2 separate regions of the Gasterosteus aculeatus genome follow, and region 2 is linked to region 1. A link is a contact called in public Hi-C data. All regions are on one chromosome and are shown on one strand. The core of a region is the stretch at or near the end of the contact, and the rest is flanking DNA. Distances in the headings are between cores, read along the strand shown. Region 1 overlaps znf521 (zinc finger protein 521). Region 2 overlaps znf521 (zinc finger protein 521).

What was found. Hi-C and Micro-C count contacts between places; a contact is called where the count stands out from the background.
Region 2: a contact with region 1 is called in a Hi-C map of skeletal muscle, with 2.9 times the contacts expected there. The contact joins two enhancer-like sites. A contact is called at or near these places in 3 of 6 Hi-C or Micro-C datasets (skeletal muscle and whole body).

The regions. Positions count from the first base shown.
Region 1 is chr3:1,100,770-1,105,577 of fGasAcu3.hap1.1, reverse strand. All of the region lies in intron 2 of znf521 (zinc finger protein 521), which reads right to left. Among protein-coding and RNA genes, the nearest start is that of znf521, 14 kb to the right of the region's middle. Within about 2 kb of position 2,782, at least 1 of the 9 cell types and tissues checked has open chromatin away from gene starts, as enhancers often do.
Region 2 is chr3:1,140,439-1,145,236 of fGasAcu3.hap1.1, reverse strand. The region is part of intron 4 of znf521 (zinc finger protein 521); the gene reads right to left. Among protein-coding and RNA genes, the nearest start is that of LOC120816119, 45 kb to the left of the region's middle. Within about 2 kb of position 3,411, at least 1 of the 9 cell types and tissues checked has open chromatin away from gene starts, as enhancers often do.

The sequences.
Region 1 (4,808 bases), core at 1,533-4,032:
AGACAAAGCGTTTGTTTTTTTGGAAAGGCCTATGGAATAGCAGTGCCTCCGGCCTCCTGTCTCATCCCCAGGGCACCCTAAAGCCCTGTCGGCAGGATGCTGATCCCCACACGGAAACCTGATCCGCAGCCATCCTGGAGCCAGGGGGGGCTCTCCCTCCCCCCCTCCCCGCGGAGCCCCTTCACTTCTGCTCCGGAGTTAAAGGGGTGCTCGGGGGGGGCGGGGGGGAGCATTCCTCCAGCCCTGCCCCAGCCAGCCTCCACTCTCAACTCTCTGGAGGAGCATTCTTCCAGCCCTGCCCCAGCCTTCACTGGGATCTCCTGGGGAGCATTCCTGAAGCCCTGCCCCAGCCCGAGACGGGCTCCCCGGGGGACGCATTCCTGCAGCACTCTCTCCCTCTCTCTCTCTCCCTCTCTCTCTCCCCCGTCTCCCTCCATCCCTTCCTCAAGACTCTCGCCTTCCTCCGCAGTCCAGCATTAGAGCGATCAATAGCACCGATCGCATCAGGGACACGAGGCAATCCATACCCATGCGCTCCCTTAGCGCACTGCAGTGGTCGCGGCTTAAGTGCACGGAAAGGTGTTATACCTCTGCTAGACGGGGGGGGGGTGGACAATGGCCGCCATTGATCGCGGTGACATGTAACATCTTCCTCTTTTCTCTCCGTCCAGCGGGCGTGGTCGCCGCGCCGCTAGCATCTGCTTCTCTGCTTCATGAACTTGGTGTTTTACCGTAGATCACAGGTTCATACGGGCACGTCAGGTTGTGTTAACACACTGCGGGAGATCAGCTGGGGAGAAAAGAGCTGAGTTCTGTCAGGCAACAGCAAGTCAATTTCCATACGTGGATTGGCTCCAGTCAAGCTCTGCAATTTGTTTACCAAAAATAAAATATTTGAGATTGTAAAAATGGAAGGTTTAGCAGGTGCTGGTGGTTGATTAGAAAATGGTTCTAATGAAGGATCCATCTGTGAGCAGAGACTGGATGTAAGGCAGATTAATTGGTCATGGATGTCTACATAATGCCACATAGGAAATCTCCTCCCATATTCCAGAGAATACACAAACACGCACACGTTCAAAGTACTTAGTATGCCATCTAGAAGTTTCTTTTCTCCCACTGTGTTTGAATACTAATAGAGTGTTTCTACGCAATCACAATACCCTAATGGCAATTAGATTCTTTTGTTTGGTTTCCACGGGGGCTCTTATCCAAACTGTGTTTTTTTCCGCCATTGAGCAATTAGGGGTTATTTGTCCGTGAGATTGACATTTATTAAAGCCAGGCGCAATTATTAAAAAAAAAATGTCTGAGTCAGTCATGACAACATGGCAACGGTGCTGCACCTAGAAGGGTCCGTATCCTGTAGCCTGGAAAAACACAAATGACTTGAACATCTAAATAAGTATAATTTGAAGATAATTTGTGTTAGTGCACGCTCGCCTATGATGTGCACCTCTTTGTGTTTTTATTTCCTGGCTTCCCCGAACCGACTGCCCACAATGCCGGCTTAATGGAATTATGTGTTGCATTGAATAAAAAAAAAAAGGTGACAGGGGGGTGCTGCACTTAGTTTTCCTTCAAGCGCGTGCACGCTTTTGTTGGGAGGACAATAATGTGAACAGCGTATTGATTTTCACACCTCTGGTCGACTGAGCGTCACTTTGAATTTGCACACATGAGCCCCCCCCCCTGCGCGCACATACATGCGCCAATGCACATACAAGTCACACTTGCAATGAGCATGCATTCGCTTCTGCTTAAATTAACACATACAGAATGCAAATTCTGCGCATGCTCATATACCCACAAACACGGGACCCTGAGACTGATTTCCACAGTAGACGATAATCTGTGGCTTTTTGATTGTGGGTTGTGGAATACGAAATCAAACTGCGTTCTTGAATGTCAACGGGAAAGAGACTTTCTCATGAACGGGGCTTTTGTCTTCAGACTCCTCGTGGTCCTTTTGAGGACGCGACAACCAGAGACGAGGTCTGTGGTGAAATGCACGTCGGCCGGTGCTTCTCGACGCCGGCCCATCAGGACGTGTAAAAGGAGGACAGCAAGTCCAGGCGACGCGCACGGGGAACCTTCAGTTGACATCATTAGTTCTGTCTGCCACCTTGTCAGGGTATTTATAGTCCTACTCATCCGTCAACAGGTCAGTGACACAGTCCGCCAACGGCATCCTTCTTTTTCACTGCAGCTAGCTAGCGCTGGGACCCGCTGAGGGACTTTCCTGCAGCCGGGATCCGGTTCCAGTCGGGACCTCGTAGCTGCGCGTTAGACTCTAGTAAAAGGTTAGAACTGGTGCACACTGAGCCAGGCAAGGACGCGGAGCACATGCTATAAATACACATACTGCAGCCTGCGGTGATCTACTATAAGGACACGCGGAGGCCTGTTTGTGTGTCACGCCTGTAGATATTGATGCGCAGCACATATAAATAACACGTGTGTGTGTGTGTGTGTGTGCTGTTGGATATGTACCAAGGAAGGTGGTAGTCTGGTGTTGCGCTCCCCTCGGTGCAGCACACTAACGCACATATTGTGGCATATTCTCTGGTGGAGGCATAGAGCGAGAGTGGGAGTGGGAGAAGAGCTGAGTGGCACGGTGGAGGGGAGGCTCGGTGGGCTGAGCGTTGTTTACCTGTCAGCTGGCATTGATTAATCTTGTGTTCGGTGAGATCGCTCAGCGACTCGAACACCTGCCGGCAGCTGTCGCAGCTGTGCAGCGCCGGCTCCTCGTCGTCGTCCTCTCCCTCCTCCGCTTCCTCCGGAGAGAGCAGCCTCTTCCTCAGACGCCCGGTCTCACCATCCTCCGCCGCCCTCTCGAGGGCGCACTCTGGATCTGCCGAGCCACAGGAAATGACAGCGCCACACAGTCAGAGGTGGGGGAGGGGGGGCGCGAGGAACAACAGCTTCCTCTGGGTGACAATAAAATGGATTTCTAGACTCTGGATTTAATAAAAACAATAATAAAAGCTGTAATAAAAATGCAGGTTCAATTTGGTCCTCTGTAACTCAACCACTCATGCCATAGCAGAGCGGTTGGGCAGGTGAGGGTGAGAGATGTACACAGGAAAAGGTGGCACGGCGCTCACACACAAACACACAAATGTAATACACACACCAGCACACGCTTCTGATATTAGAAATGTTTTTTTGCGTTGTGTTTGTCCTGCTTCACCCAAGCAAAACTTGAGTATATGAAACTAGACTGGTGGGAATATGTGTAGTTAATAAATCCTGGATTGCAGTTTTGGCTCGACCAAAGAAATATGACATTTCGCCAGTGAGAGCTGAATTTCATCAGTCAGCGTCTATCACGCGATGTTATCGCGACATCTGTGCCAAAATTGTGGACGCGTGGACGCGCAAGCAAGGCACACCAAAAAGAAAAATTGAGAGCGGTGCGCGTCAGGCTGTCGTCACGACACACTTCCTTAAATTATTCAGCCTCGCTCGCAGGCAGCCGCAGGTCGCACGCATCAATATTCTTCAATCCATCTGCAGCTTTGTCTCTTGTTGGCTCTCTTGCTGCAGCAGTGCCAAGGGGTGGGCAACCTGACTGAACCACGACTGGGAATCATCTTTTCGAGGCTCCGGTCTGATCTGAAGATCTTTATGTGACGCCTTAAACATGTCGGACGACAAATCAAACCCGGCGCCGTTCGCAGGCAGTAAACAGCCTCCCTCGGCGAGGAGCGGCGAATCTGTTTTTTTTTTTTTTTTGCGGGGCCGCGTCTTATAAACAGGCAGCGCGGCCCGCGGCCCTTTTTCTCCCCCGCCGCGACCACCGCGCCTCACAATAAGACTGATTAAAAAAGCCGTACAAACAACACAGTCCCCCTGGTTTAGGCGTTTGTGGGACAGGAGAGGCCTGGCACTAAACCGGCAGCCATTTTAAGCCCCGGTGATGCTCCTCAGCTGCTCCCCAGACACCGGAGGGGAACATGAGAAGACTCTTTTTTTTCTCGCCTAACACGAGGTTAACTGCGCTCGAGGAGGACGAAGGCGCGTGCGGCGCCGACGCGCGCAGGTGTAACTCTGTGCAAACAACCGGGCGTCTGCACACACGCGGGCGGCCATTTTAAGTCCTTCTGCAGGAAATTCCTTAAGGAAAGGCGTTCCAGGGCTCATCAAGGCCACCCAGGATTTTCTCCCACCCCCCCCCACACTTGCGCCAAGTATTGATGTAACATCACACCCTCCATTGTCCTTCCCTCTTGGCGACTGAGGCTCTCGGAACTTGCCCTCTAAAAATATCAGCGCCGTGGTCCCCGGTGGGACCATGCAGAACAGAACAGAAGGTGTTTCAAGAAAATGAAAATCCCAACCCAATCCTCACAGATGCCGGCCTTTCTTGCTCTAGGGGGGGAACACCTCTGACTGAGTCCAGAAGCCACACAATATAGACTAATGATTCCTGCACAGACACAGAGTTCACAACATGCACTTTCTCTTTACTGGGTGCCTGTGGAGGAAGTCAAGGCTTAGGTTTCTGTTTTTCCAACGGCCTTCATGAATCATTAATTTGTCTAATATTACAGCTCAATTCCAACAGAAAAAAAAAACCTATTGCTACATTGAAGCCATCTATGTTTCACCCAATAAAACGTTTCCTAATGTGGAACGAAGACGCATTTCGTTCTGCTCTCATAACATCATCACAAACGTGAGATTAAAACCCAAAGAGCTTCATGCTTCCTCCATGTTTCCTGTTGTTTCTAGTGACACGTTTTAGCTGCAGCATCGAGTGAATCTGAGCAAGGTCGGTGCTTCAGTCTGAGGCCCAGTGACCT
Region 2 (4,798 bases), core at 2,162-4,661, 39 kb before region 1:
ACACAAACAGCAGGAACCTGTGAGCTCGTGACAACACCTTCAAACATTTCTGTTACTTTCACAGAAATATCTGATGCCGGTGCTCCGATGTGATGCTTCCGCAGCAGTCTCGTCCCAGCGCACATTCGACTTGGCAAGTTCTTGGTTACCGAGAAGAAAAAAGCCTCTCCTAACGGACCGCGTTTGACATTCGTCATACAGTGAGAGGGGTAAAAAAGCAAGAGGTGGGAGCGGGGGGGGGGAGAATGGGGGAGTGGCGGAGGGCGATGTGTGAAATTGTAGGTGTGAGAAACAAAGAGTCATTCCGCATTCTTTGGGATCGTTGCAATTTTTCGCTTTTTCCGTGATGAGGAGGACGGCGCGGGGCTTCCTGTTATTGTCGCGCTGCAAAGAGAAGCTCGGGGTCCCGCACTAAATGATTCACAGAAAACGGAATCTTTTGCATCGGCGTCAGCGGTTCAGCCGGGGCGCCCTTGTGGGGGAATTCTTTTTGTGTGTTTTTACTGAAGTCTGTGCGGAGCGCGCCCCAAAAGCTCTGACAGGGGGCCCCCGAGGGCGCTTGTCTTCACCTCCAAATCACAAGATGGAGAGAGACGAAGCTCCCTGCGTGCTCTCAATTACACCCCTCGACAACCCCTCTCGCGCGCACAAACCTGGCCTCCCCACCCCGACAAAAAAAGAAATAAAAGGGAGGCGGAGAAGAAAAAGCCTTCAGTAATGCAGTCCCGGTGGAGGGACGCCGCCGCCATCACTCCGCGCTGCCGGAACGGCTGACAGGCGCGGCGCGGCGCGGCGGGGTCCGTTCCCCGCGGTCTGTCAGCGTTGGTGCTACAGCATGACGGTTAGTACTTCCCCGGGGGCGTGCCTCCTTCGCCCGCCCCCCCACCCCCCGGTGGCCCTCACATGACAGGCCCCCAGCCTTGACCCACGGAAGCGCCGTGGCGTTGCCCCGATTACTGCTGCGGGGAGGTGTGACTCTCTCTCCCCCCCCCCACCCTTCCCCGTTCTCCCTGAAGAAAATGGGAGACCCATTTGGGGCTCCTGGCACATTCAGAGGACATTTGGGTGGAGCGAGAGGGTTGGTGTAATTCAATCAGAGGGCACAGCTGCATAAACAGGGGTATGGAGGAATTTCTATCTGCCTGATGCGATCGGCTTTGGATGAATGGCCCCTCTTTTCTACCCGGAATAGGCCGTTTTCCACATGTCTCAATGAACGTGACAACAGCTCCAGCAGTACGAACGTCGTACTCGGCTCTTTTTTCCTGAGCTGTGAAATTCTCCCTCGCTGGCTGTCTTTGCTAAAGACCTCATCCGAGTCTTGCTGCCTGGCCTGTCAATAAGAAAAGCCCCATCCTCTCTAAAAACCAAACAAAATAAACCAACAACCGCTGGCAGGGTCAAAGGGCAGCAGCTCTGGGTGCCTGGACTCTGGCGGGGCCTCTGATTGGTGGAAAGGGCAGTGAGTGAAAGGGCTTCTTTTCAAAGTGAAATCTCCAGCTGATGGCTCAGAGCTGCACATCCCACCGCTTGTTTCTCTCGCTGCTGTCGGGAGTTTTGGCCCGAGCCATTTGGAAGGATTAGAAAAAGTGGGGGGGTGGGGGGGGGGGGAGAAGCTAGATCCTGTGTAGCGTAGGATCTGAGCGATGGCTCCCGGACCCCCCGCAAAGTGATAAACCTTTGACCTTGACGGCCCCCCGTGGCGACCCATGACCTCTGGCTTTGTGCCACAGACTCAGCGAGACAGGTGCAGGCGGGAGAGTGACCACACCGCCAGCGTCCAGGCGAAAATCTCCCTCGTCTGACCTGGCTGTCCAACGGACGATGATGTAGAGGAAAATGCAACCGTAAATATTAAATTGTGTGTATTAGATTCCGTACAGCAGACCAAAGAAGTGCTGCATTTACTGAAACAATACTGCAAGATCTATATTTTTAGATCAATATCCGACACAGCTAGAATGAATCAGCTTAAAGGCAAAGGAGAGTCGGAAAGAAAAAACAGGTACAGGGGTTTAAATTAAAGCTGAGGAGCGTCGAGAAATTGATTCATTTTTCTTTCTTTTTCTAAATGAGAGACTGAATGTTATCGAAGGGGGGGGACGGTAGTTAGTGGAAGGACAGTGACCCATCTCACGTCCTCCTTTTCTACTCCGCAGCGGGCACCGGCTCCAAGGTCGCACCGGTCCTGGCCGGCCTTCCTGCAGATCCATTTCCTCTCCCCAGGCACTTCCCTCATGTTGTTGGCCCGGTGATTCAGTGCCTTGCATTAAGAGCAATTCACCTGCCTCCGGCGTCCCAGTGGCACGGGTCCCCTGGGGAGACCAGGTGGAGCATAAAAAAAGTTCCACATATGGTAAAGTCAAGCTGCTTGAAGCCTGGTGTCTGCTGAGGGGATAGAGGCTCCTAAAAGGCCCAGCTGGTACTTGGAAAAAGGGCTTCTGCATTACTACACCTCAGTGTCTGTTTCCGGCTCCCCTTTGGAAAATGCTGGCCAGGCGCACACGACCAGCCATTTTAGATTTCTCCCTCTACCCTGCCTCATCCCTCACTCCCTCCCGCCTTCCAACTGGTTCTGTATCCAATTGAACATTTGGTCCTCCACTGCTGGTTAATCAAATTCCTCCATCTGGCCCTCCTATCCCTGTGGAACCGAAAAGGTGCAGCCTGAGCCAGGGTCCAAGTGCATATTGGGAGGGAGGAGGGGGAGCTGGAGACTGCCTCCCTAACTTACACAGCCCAGTCAACTAGATCAGGTAGGGAGCACGAGGCCGGGCCTGATCGTTTTGGGCAAACAGGAACAGCTTGGGACTAAGTATCAGAGCCCTGCTGTTCATTCGGGAGCTCGGGGACAGCAGCGGGTTCATGTGACAGTAGGAGGGTTTTATGAGCTAATACCTCCACATACATTGTAGAATACAGAGTAGCGTGGAGCCCATAAGCACTACCGGCTACGACAGAAGGGGAAGAACTGCCCTGGCTAGCTGATGCTATTTAGTCCTTGTGGCAGCAGAGGGCAGCGCTCCTGAATGAGACCGCCCAGGAACAAAGACAAACGGGAGCAAAGGGAGCTGAAGAGAAATTTGATAGTTGTCTTCCTAAAACCGCCTCCTTGAGTTCGGAGCGTGTCAGTAACTAAGCAGCGTCTGATCAAATGGAGCTATCTTGAGACATCACACAAAGCCAGCAGTGATCTTTCATTCCCCCGGGGGAGGCTGAGTAGCCATCACTAAATATCTTCCTAACTACACATTTATTAGAAAAGAGCTTTCAAAACGCGGTTAAAGTTAGACGGGTTTCTAGAGCGCAGTCGCTTCCACAAAAAAAGGCTTCGCTCCACAACTGTGACATAGCCAGCTGATCGCGTCTGCTCCCCGCTCTGATTCAGCAGGAGAACCCGAGGCGAGGTGGAGGCGGGGACATGAAAGGAGTCACGCGTACGGAAAACACATGGTATCTCGAGTGCTAGCTCTTCCCGTCCATAACGTCCATTGTATGATTTCTATTCATGTCCAACCATCCTTTCCCAAGCCAGGTGGCAAAACATGTGTCAATAATTAAACTGTTTTTACATAACAGGATACAGGAACACAATGCAATTTGCTCCCCGTATTTCATTGGGCCTTTATGAAAGCACATGAGAGAGTGTAATTAATCAAACCACTGGAATATGTGAACGGCAATTTCCACTTAATGGCACTTACAGGGATTGGGTCCCTTAAGCACCACGTTCTGTCTACCAAACGAGCTGGATTCATTTTCATCTTCATACTTCAGACAATAAAACCTGGGGTGGATGTTAAACAACACCCATTTTACATTAGGAAATACAAAAGACATGAGATTGGGTCCATGCGGCCCGGTCCGGTGCTTTTGGTTGCACCGTAACTGCAGTATTCATATTCAGTTCAAGTTGAGGACTCTCAATATGTGTGTATGACAAAAGAGAAAAAAACAGATATCCGTTTTAATGATCTTGTCTTTGACCTCAAACCTGAGTGTATGTTCTGAATTCACTTAACCACAGGAGGCTAACCGCCGCCCATCCAGGGACGGGAAGAGGATCATTCGCTGCTTTTAGTGGCTTTCTGTGAGAGGATGGTTCTAGTCTAAATGGCACCCATGTCCCTAAAAGTGTTCCCCCCCCCACCCTCCCTTGCATCTCGTTCTCCCTCCCTCGGCCTCTCCAAAGACTCCTCTAAGTGCAGCATCTTGTTTCAGTAATTCAGCCAGGGCAGAGACAGTGCAGAGAGGAAAGCCATTGATTTCTCTCTCATTTGGTTCCTCCTAGACTTGCTGTAAGGCCTCTAGGGGAGTTCTGGACTATTGGACAGGACAATGTTGTGGGAAAGAGTGTCATTGCATTTAAGGTCATCGTTACACCAAGGTTTACTTTTGAGTGCGTTTTTATTGGTGTGTGGAAAGAAAGCAGACAAACAAACAATGCTGCTTCCATTTCCAGGACGGCAGACATTAGGATGTGCCCGACGGCATCGGCACTCTGAGTGATGGACGGAGATATCATGCGCCAACAGCAACGTGATCCACTGCAGAGATGCGCTGGGAAAACTGCAGCCGCGTACCAAGCTTTTAGTGAGGTCCATAGGTAAAGCACGTGTCTATAAAAAGGCACCGGTGCTAAATAATTTAGAGGAAAGGTCTTTACTGTACTATTGCTCTTTCTGCTTCATATCATCTTCCAAAGGGAGGAATTAAGCAGAGAAGAGAGAGAAACCGCTAAATGTCATTGAGGATTGGGGGTGGAATGATAGTGCACCCAAATGTTGATGTACTGTGT